2 separate regions of the Columba livia genome follow, and region 2 is linked to region 1. A link is a contact called in public Hi-C data. All regions are on one chromosome and are shown on one strand. The core of a region is the stretch at or near the end of the contact, and the rest is flanking DNA. Distances in the headings are between cores, read along the strand shown.

What was found. Hi-C and Micro-C count contacts between places; a contact is called where the count stands out from the background.
Region 2: a contact with region 1 is called in a Hi-C map of liver, with 3 times the contacts expected there. The contact joins the promoter of CHSY1 here to the enhancer-like site in region 1. A contact is called at or near these places in 2 of 2 Hi-C or Micro-C datasets (crop and liver).

The regions. Positions count from the first base shown.
Region 1 is chr11:10,025,551-10,030,629 of bColLiv1.pat.W.v2, forward strand. ASB7 (ankyrin repeat and SOCS box containing 7) reads left to right here. Exons shown (of 7, transcript XR_010475419.1): 4 at 1,737-1,996. Among named protein-coding and RNA genes, the nearest start is that of ASB7, 11 kb to the left of the region's middle. Within about 2 kb of position 3,636, at least 1 of the 3 cell types and tissues checked has an H3K27ac peak away from gene starts, as active enhancers do.
Region 2 is chr11:10,313,779-10,318,591 of bColLiv1.pat.W.v2, forward strand. It overlaps CHSY1 (chondroitin sulfate synthase 1), which reads right to left and starts at 3,021. Exons shown (of 3, transcript XM_065076716.1): 1 at 2,648-3,021. The coding sequence starts at 2,913.

The sequences.
Region 1 (5,079 bases), core at 2,386-4,885:
ATGATATTTACATAAAAGAAGGTTTAGGTGGTGTTGTGGGTTGGCATCCTAATAAAACAAGGTTGCTGTGAATTTTAAGTTTTGCTTAAAATTCATTATTTTCTTTAGAACTTTCCTTTGTACCTTGATCTTGATTAACTTTACAGGAGCCTAAATAATTTTTTCTTTCTCTTTTTTTATCTTCTAGTTCTGTGTTAATAACCATCGTAACAGCTTCTTAATATTTTCTGAGGCTCCTATTGCTCAGCACTACCTTTCTAATATCCTGCTTTTATTCTCTTCCGATACTCATTTCTATTCTAGGAATACCTGTTAATGGGTTATTTTACCCGATGTATGTGAAAATGTAAACACTTAACAGATTATGGAAGAAATCCCGAAATACCTGTATTTTTTTTTCCTCTGCTTGCTGGGTAGTAAGTAGATCTGTGGATGAGTACTTTTCAAACAGGGCGTGGAATATAGTCCTTCTTTCTTTCCCCATGTCTAGGCTCTTTTACAGTGGATATTTTAGATAGCCTTTTGGCCCAGCTCTCTCCTGTACTGTATTAAAGTAATTATAAACTGAATTATTCTGGTGTTTGAGAGGGCTATATTAACTGCACTTACATGTTTTCAGGCCTCGTGTATTATCATTGTGTTTGATCTTAGAAATATTAAGGTTCTTTGCAGTCTTCATGTATTTATAAAGCAGTCTGGAAGCCAAAATACAGACAATATTTTCAGTTTGAACATCAGTGTTACTAAAGCTCACGTGCGGTAGGTCACGGAAAAAGATTATATTGGCAAGATGAAAATATTTTCACTGAAGCTAAGAGGTGATGCTTTTCTAAGAAAAAAATAGAATATTGCAGCGATGAGGAGCAATGGACACCGGGACACAGACAAAGCTGCACACACAGGCAGAGATCTTGTTCAGGAAGGAGTGCAGAGCTGGGCAGAGCAGAGAGCTGAGCTAGGTTGAGCTCACTTCTATTAACAGTTCTCAATTTATAGGTTTACAGATATAGGCCTGGACATTATTCCAAACACACCACACTCATGTTGTGACTGTTTTCAGTCACATTCCCATGCATATCTTGTGGGTGGCGTTCTGACCCACTCATTCATGCACCCAGGTCAAACATTCAAACATCATACATAGGGGGGCGGTTTTCTGACCTGAGATATCATTCTCGCTGGCCTGGGCAATCACTTCTTACACTCATAAAAACAAACTTCTGTATAACCTGTCCAAGGCCCTTTAGCTGGAACTGCACATCCTGCCATTCCCACAGAATATCATAGTTCAGTTCCTCTAGCAATGAAGTGCTGGTTCATGCAACAGCTTAGATCATCTGTTTAACCTGTATCTTTGGAGTTAGTGATATTAACCATGCTGTGATTTTTTCGATGAATGTTTGTTTCTGGAGATTTCTTTTGGCGTATTGCTTAGATGCTTTAATTGTGGATGGTTTGCTGTCATTTCTCAAGAAAATGTTTACTATTTTTAACATGTAAGTGTCCTTTTCTCTTGCACTTCAGTGATGTGAACCGTGTAGTACGATTTTGCTGGTAACAGTGAGAGTGTCTGGTTTTTATTCTTTGTATACTATGCCTTCTCTGCATATAGAGAGTAAATCTTAGCATTGCTTTTCATTAGTGCTGACTTGTTTTTCTAGATACCTCTTTCTTTTTCCTAGATATCTCGTTCCTGGTCTCAATCCTAATTTCTTCATGCTTTACATTGATTCAAGGTGACTAGTGTGACCTCATGACGCTTCTGTAAACCCAGATTCAGCTAGGATGTTACACCATCACTGTCGGAGAAACCCTGAGCTACAGGAAGAGTTGCAGATTCAGGCTGCAGTGGCTGCTGGCGATGTTCACACCGTGCGCAAGATGCTGGAGCAAGGGTATTCTCCAAACGGTCGAGATGCCAATGGCTGGACCTTGCTTCATTTCTCTGCAGCAAGAGGGAAAGAGAGATGCGTCCGTGTTTTTCTTGAACATGGAGGTGAGTTGCCTAGAGAGAAAAATCTTGCTGCCTGTCTCACAATTTTCTATCCTAATTTCCATTACAGGGCTTTCCAGCACTGATTAGGTGTCAGACTGCCTTTTTTTTTCTTTCTCTGGAGTTGTACTGCATCTCTGTTTCCTTTTGTTGCACACTCTGTGAATGAGGGAATAGTTTAACTTTATATCTTAATATCTTACTCCTTTTTTTTTTTTTTTTTTCAGAACTATTTAGGAATTGTTAAAAGAATGAATAAGCATTATGAAAATAGGGCAGAAAGACTCCTAAAATTGAATATACTCATTATAGGCTTTTTTTTTCTTCCGTTTGTGGTATTATTAGAGGAATGCAGGTCCTTGAATTGAAATACTAGGGAAGTTCATTTCATAACTCTCAGGTGAGTTAACAAGTCATCTTGAAGACCAAGTTTCCATGCAGGCTTTAATACAGTCTGCTAAACTTCATTAAAACAGTACTTTTTGTGAAAGGACTTTAGTGTCAGCTGGTCCAGTTGAGTTTGCACCTCTCCTGCATCCATCCACAGTGAAGCTTGATTTCAAGAACCGCTTGAGTTTCGTTGGCTGAAGTGATGGACTTGCTTGGGTGATGATTATTGCCCCTTAAATGGTACAGTCAGAGTTTCTTTTTGCTCTGTCTTCTTTCAAGACCACTTAAAAGTTTTAGAAATAGATAGTGTTAATCTTCTAATGTGGTACTGGAGAGGAAAAATAAAAATCAGTAGGTGTTCTCCACATTCTGGTTAGTGCTCTTAAAGAACAGCATCCTCCATTCTAGCGCTATTCTTATCAAATGAAACATGAACTATGATGTTTTCAGTCCCAGGGAAACTGAAATTATCTTTCTGATGCTTTACATATGAGACCATATGGGCCCCTTATGTGTATCACAGTATTTGTCACATGTATGGATCACCCTTAAAATTGTATGGCATTAATAGGCTGTGGTATTTGCACAATTAGTGATACGTTCCTTAAGAGCAGTATTGAAATACAGCCTGAACATCTGGGCCCTGTTGTTTTACCTACTGCAGGTTCTAACCACATAGTATTCGCGAACCCTCATGTCCTAATTGGAAGCGGGGGCAAAGCTACTAAATTGCACTGATAAATAACTTTAAATTCTACTTTTAAAGTGTAGTATAAGTGGATAATATCAAGCCTTCAGTTGAAAAATTCAAAATTTTTAGGCTGCAGCTCTTGAAGTATATTGGTTTTAATTCAGACTTGAAGATGATCTGCAAAAAAAACCCCTTATGTGTTTCTATGTGCTTTCATTGCATAGGTTTTGATATGAAATAGCTGCTGATGCAGTGCTTTTTTATTTTTATTGTTACTCTTTTCTATATGAAGCACCAGCTGAATCTGATGCCTCGTGAAAACCTCCTGTAATGAAACATCCTTGTTCTGGAAGCAGTACAGCGTTTAATCACCAGGACAAGAAAGTTGAGTAACAAATAGTGTGAGGGTTAGTCATCTACGGCAGCTTTCCTGGAGCTGGGTCTCGCTTCAGAAAATTGGCACCGTTTTGTGCCTTGCCCTGTTTTCCTTCAAAACACAGGCATAAAAGATAACAAGTATTTAAAACATAATAATGTTGCAAATGAGCTATTAAGCAGCGAATGAGCTGACTCTTAAAAGCAGAGTTAATCATGCCTGCCTCGTTAGAGAGGGGCTTGTGTCTGCCTTCACACAATCTCCACCTTCCTCCCTCTCAAGAAGTGTTGGAGCTTAATCCCTGTGGACCAAAATGGTACTGGAGTGAAGTAAAAAAGTCATTTTCTGGTGTGAATCTTATGGTAAACAGAGTATTGAACTGACTATATATAGCAATAATAAAGAAGATAGTGAGAGGGAACGAACAGAGTTCTGGAGGAAGGAAGGAACTGAGATGTTAGTGGGGAATAAGGAGCAACTAGTCATAGTTAGGGATGTCTAGAGGGATGATGAAGCCTAGGAGAGCTGGAAATATTGTCATAGTACAGGAATGAGAAAACTGAACTGGGTTGTTGCTGAGGATGAAGTGCTGTGACTCAAATCTAAGCTGCTGGGAGGTAACCAGTGTAGTCTTGAACGGTAGTGGGATGGAGTTTGGCTGGTAGAGGCTGAGAAGGGATCTGGTCACTGACCTGGAGATCAAAGGTAGGTTCTTATGGGAGTTGTGACCTGGCTGCCTCCTGCTTTTGCTTTTTATCTTCTCTTCCATCATTGCTCACCAGCAAAGAGAAGAGGCGAGGACAGCGTTGTGCCTGCAGGTCAGCTGATTTGAATGGAGGTGGTAGAACACAAGGAAGCTTTTCATTATCTGCTGGGCAAGGAGACACAGATAAATGGGGGAAATGCATTTAAAAACCAGTCCGGACTAAAGGATGAAGCCAGCAGAAATACCAACTAGATACAGAGGTGGTAGGTCAGATAATAAATACTCTTTAGCAAGTAATGAAATGCAGGAAGGTGATCAGAACCATGGAGAAACTCAGTTTTAATGAAAAATAGCGAATTAGACTTTCTTAGTGTATTTTTATATCATTTTAATGAAGTGTATGTTCTATAAAGTCAGCTCTTTCCATCCATAGAAACAATCTAGAGTCACAAAGCCGAACAGGAAAGCAACACAAAAATAGGGAGTGTGGTTTCCAGTAATCTTGGATTTTTGCCTAACAAGCCTTTTTTTTTTCCCTTCAGTGTACTTTTTTCGCTTTCAAAATAACATATTGAGACAGACAATCCCATATAGGACAAGAAATATGTTTTTATTAACCCCCAACTACTGCTGTTTAAGTTACAAGTAGTTAAAGTCTTCAAAAGTATGTAGTTGTTGGCTGTACCTTGGCAATATCCTCTCAATACTAGTTGCACAGGACAGCTTCTGGTTACTCATATTAATGATTCACTAAAGCTCCTAGAAATTGAAAAGTAATAAAAGGAAGTAGCCAAACAGATTTATTTATTTTTAGTCTTTGCTAGAAAGTATCTAAACTTTAGTAAGGTCACACAGAATCCGGGAGAAACCATATAAAATGCCAAGTGCTCATCCTCCCCTAAACCAGCTCATGAAGCATTTCT
Region 2 (4,813 bases), core at 1,771-4,270, 290 kb after region 1:
GCCGGCGTCTCCTGAAAATCCAGCAGGCCCGTTTTGCCTTGCAGTGGTCATTTCACTCATGATTGATGTTCAGGAAGTGGATTGCTTCCCCTCTTGTTAGACCCTATCTGGATTCACAGCAGCAAGGATCAGCAAATGCTTTCCGCTTCAGTCCCTTTTAGATGTGTCTGTAAATGGCCTTTGAGCCACAGCAATTTGGAGGTATTCAGCCTCTGAATCCCTAATTCCGCTCAGCGCTCCAGCTAGCGCGGTATCAAGGCTCTGCACACGCTGCCACCCCGGGAATGCCTTGCTAGCAGCTTCCCATTTCGCTCGCTGTGCCAGCGATTCAGCTCACCAGGATGCTTTGTCAATGTAGTAATCCCAGCAATTGTCTGCTTGAGTACTTCATGGCAATCAAAAGCCATTTAAGATTTCAGGTTTGTCTTCCTCTTCCCCCCTCCCCACCTTCCCCCAAAGATGTCTTCCTGTCACTAGGACATTAGCTCGATTCTTTTACCAACAGAGGGGAGAAAAACGCATCTAGCCCTACCGCAATGTTAAGAGGTCTCTTTATTCGTCCCTTCTGAGAGCCGACGTCATCTCTAGAGGTTAAACCAAAAGAGCAATGCAGTAAAAAGCAACACTCAGATCTCCTTCTGAGGGCTGAAGGAGCCCGATTCCATTAGCCGGATTTGTTAAGTTGCATCTTTAGCCATTTTTTTGCGCGAGCTGATGTTGCAGATATGGTTCTGTAAAGCCAGCTCTCCCACAGCACAGGACTGTTCAGCAAGCATGGGCAAAGCCAGGGACAAGAATCCTTAAGGCTCCACAACTAACACTTATCTCTGGACAATATCGTGATAAATTTCCCTTTCTTGAATTCTTGACATAAAATCTGGTGCATGCCAGACAAACTATCCTGCCATAAAACCTGTTATGTGATGTCCCAACACGACTCCAGCCTTTCTGTATGTTAATGTAAATTACACGGCTCATGAGGTTTGCAATCCAAAATGCTTCAAACCACACAGCGAAGAATACACAACCCTGAAGAAACAGATTCTTTCACCTATTTCAAAGCACCAATCACACACCCTCTGTAACTTAATTACAGGTCTACTGATGAAAGAAGGAATTAAGTTTCCATTAAAACCCTCGCTGGTGGATAATATGTCCAAATTAAGCAATTTTACTGCATTTGATGCTGGTATAAAGAGAACTACCATTTCCCAAAACTGGGGCTGGGCAGGGGAGGAGGAGATGGTCCATCATATGTGGTTTTGCCATCTTATTCTTATTGGCCAATATGGTCAAGTACTTCTCAACCTGGGCAGGCAGGAGATGGAGAAGGGTTTGTTCTAGCGCAAGACTAAAAGGGATGTTGTATTAGAGAAAGATCCGCCCCAGAGCTCCTGGCTGCTCCTCTGATGGCACTAACTGTGCAGTGCTCAATCAGAGCTGGGGTATACCCGAGCTAACATTTTAGCTCTTAACTCTTTTGGATTTCCCAAGTAGGCTTCCCACACAGCCTCCCAGCACTGCCTGCTGGTGCGAATGCCAGAGCAATAAGTATATTTCAGTGCAGAGTTTCTTCAACGCCACAGGCGAGATGATTATTCTGATAGCACTGAGGCTTTGGACTGAAGTCCCGTTAGCGCACGGTGCTCGCAGCAATATCCAGCTACGGCTGGAGATCGTACCATGGGCTACGGCGAGCAGCATGCAGCGCAAAGCACAAAGATTGTCCCTGCTCCAAAAATAGGCGTACTCAGGTAATAAACACATGGCTCAGAGGCCCCGGTTCTTGCATTGGCTTCCCCAGCCCAAAGCTTACAATGTTTCACCAAAACTGACCTTTCCCCATTCAAGCTGTTTTGCTACCTAGTCCAACATCACTTACAGCTTCAGTGAGCACAGGCCGGTTTTATTCTTTGTTCCCAGATGCATTTTTCCGAGTCTCATTCCTAAGCACATGCTCTCGGCTTGGTGCAACGTTCCTTTTTTTCCTATCCAAGGAGATACTGCAGTCCCCAAACTTTACTATTATCAGGCTGTTGGCTCCCTTCAGAAGCAGCCCAGGACTGCACCAGCGTGACGGGGCCATGCCCGAGGCAGAAGCGCCAAGGGAAGCACCTCAACCACCCCGGTGACTGGCGGTGGGTGCCCCCTCGCTACAGTGCGGCTGTCTGCCAGGTACTGACTCAACCAGACCGTGCGAGAGCATCGACGAGGTTCAATTCAACCCCTCACGTCTCCGCCGAGCTGTCCAGGCAGCGGAGGAGCGCTCGGGACACCTCGCTGCCCGCACCCTTCACTCCGGCCAGCGCCTCAGCGCTGCCCACCCTGCAGTCGGGCTGGTGCGGCGAGAGCCGGGGCTGAGCGTCCTCTGAGGGGCCCCTCTCTGCTCGCTCACATTCGCCTCACGGAAAGGCGACCGGTCCCCTGGCCGGCGCGGGGATCCCGGCCGCAAGGGCCCCGCCGTGGTAGACCTCCCGCCCGGGGGCTCCTACTTCAGCCGCTCCTCAGGGCAAACGGCCGTGCCGACAGCCGAGCCCAGCCGAACCGAGCCGAACAGAACCCAGCCGAACCCACCCGAACAGACACCAGCGCACCCGAGCCCAGCCGAAAGCAGCCGAGCGGCGCTGCGCCCCCCCAGCCCTCTCACCGGTGGGCGGCCACAGCACGGCTCCGCAGGTACTTCTGCGCCGTCATGACCCCCACGAAGAGGAAGCTCTGTGCCGGCGGGCCGGGGCGGCGCGGCGGGGCGGCGGCAGCGGGCGGCGGGCGGCAGCCCTGCGGGCGGGCTCGGCGGGGCCGCGCCGCCGCCGCCAGCTCGGAGGCGCGGGGCAGGACGAGGCGCGAGGCGAGCACGAAGCCCAGCACCAGCCCCAGCAGGACGCTGAGCCAGGCGCGGCGGCCGCGGCCCGCCATGCCCGCCCGGCGCCGCGCCGCGCAGGCCCCGCGCGGCTCCTCACAGCGCCGCCGCCCCGCGCTGCGCCGCGGCCGCCAGCCGCGCCGTGTCGCCCAGCGCCGCCATGGGGGGAAGGGGCAGGGACGGGAAGCGGAGGGAGGGGAGGAGAAGGGAAAGGGGCGCCCGCCTCCCCGGCCCTGCCCCTCAGCACAGGCGCTGTGTGCGGCCCCGCCGCCGGTAGCCCCGCCCGGCCGTGGCGGTGGTGGCGGGGCCGCCGCGGGAGGGGGGAGGGAGGTGGCTCGGCCCGGCCCCCTCCGTTCCCGCCGAGCTGGCGCACCGTGGGGGGGGGTCGGGACAGGGACCGAGAGCCGGGCTGTGACCCCGGGACGGGGATCGGCTCCTAAAGCGCCGCCCGGGAGCGGGACCACGGGACAGGGCAGCCCGGAGCAGGAGCAGCCCTGACCCAACGCCCCACCCCAGAACCTCGGCCCAGCTGCCCAGACCGAGGGGCTGGGACAGGAGCATGAGAGGACGTGGGTGCTCAGACTCGGGGATGGAGACTGAGACCCCGGACAGAACCCCAGCCCAGCACCCGGCACTGCGGAGCTGGAACTGAGGCTCCAACCCGGCCCTTCAGACCAGGATGGGACAGTACTGGGAGACTGGTACTCTGACCTGGGACAGGTACCAGCTGCCCATGCCTGGTGGCAGAGGTTCCATCGCTCATCCCAGCACAGCTCATCCCAGTATGGCTTGTGTGGAGTCTGCAGCCAGAAATACACTGGGAAATTCAGGCTAGAGATAAGGAATAAATCTTTCACACTGAGGGTGATGAGAGCCTGGCCCAGGTCACCCAGAGAGGTGGTGGATGCCCCATCCCTGGAGACATCCCAGGCCAGGCTGGATGGGGCTCTGAGCAACCTGAGCTGGTGAAGATGTCCCTGCTCATGGCAGGGGTGGCACTGGGGGAGCTGGGAAGGTCCCTTCCAACTGCCAACTCCTTGCTGCCCAAGCCCCAGACCTGCGATGCCTTGGTCCCCGGTGTCTGCAGAGCCAGAGTGCTGGCACGGCCACGAGGAGCAGCCTCCAGCCCGGGTTTCGCCTGGCACTGATGCATTCGTGCTGCTCGTGTTCTGGTGCTGGGGTGGGCAAAAGCACAGGCAGCTCTCCGGGTTTTCCCACCTTGCTAATTAAACCAATCAGAAATAGGTCAACCTATTTTGATCCAGAAGCTATAATGACTGCTCAACAGAGGGAAGATGTTAGGGGTACCAGGTGAAGATTTATTTTTTCTTTGTCTGCACTAACTCTCCATGTCCGTTTAATCTACTGTGTGCTTCAGCTTCAAATACTGCAGCCCCAAACCCTTGACATTTTACAGGAAAAACCCTCTGGTCTTCAGAGAAGAAACATATCAAGTACAACCCACTGACCTCCTGCTTGTCATTGTGGTTTCTTCCATTTCCTACCCACTTTTGTATGTCCAATTACCAGTCATTCCCATTTTAAAATTTATCTATATTGTGGTGTCATCCACAACAAGCTGAGAAGAAGAAAGTCTTGGTATAACGGCAGCCTGCTCTTGAGCAAGATCTGTTGCAAAAGAGGATGCTGAACCAAATTAATACTGTACATTAATAAGTCAAAGAGAGCCATACATGACAGATTTTGATGATCCTTGTACAGTAAGTGACTGTTACACTTCTGGGAACTAGCAGGTAATATGACAATCTGCTTATCTAACGAACTAGATGATAGGTCCCCAAAAAAATGCTTTCATGTGGTTTTTATTGCTCTCATGATGGTGCAATCCTCATACCAAGGTCAGCACCGATGAACTCTTGTGATGTCAGGAGCAACGAATAACACAGGGAAAGTGCCACTACAATTTATGGTACTAAACAAAGATAAAATGAAATA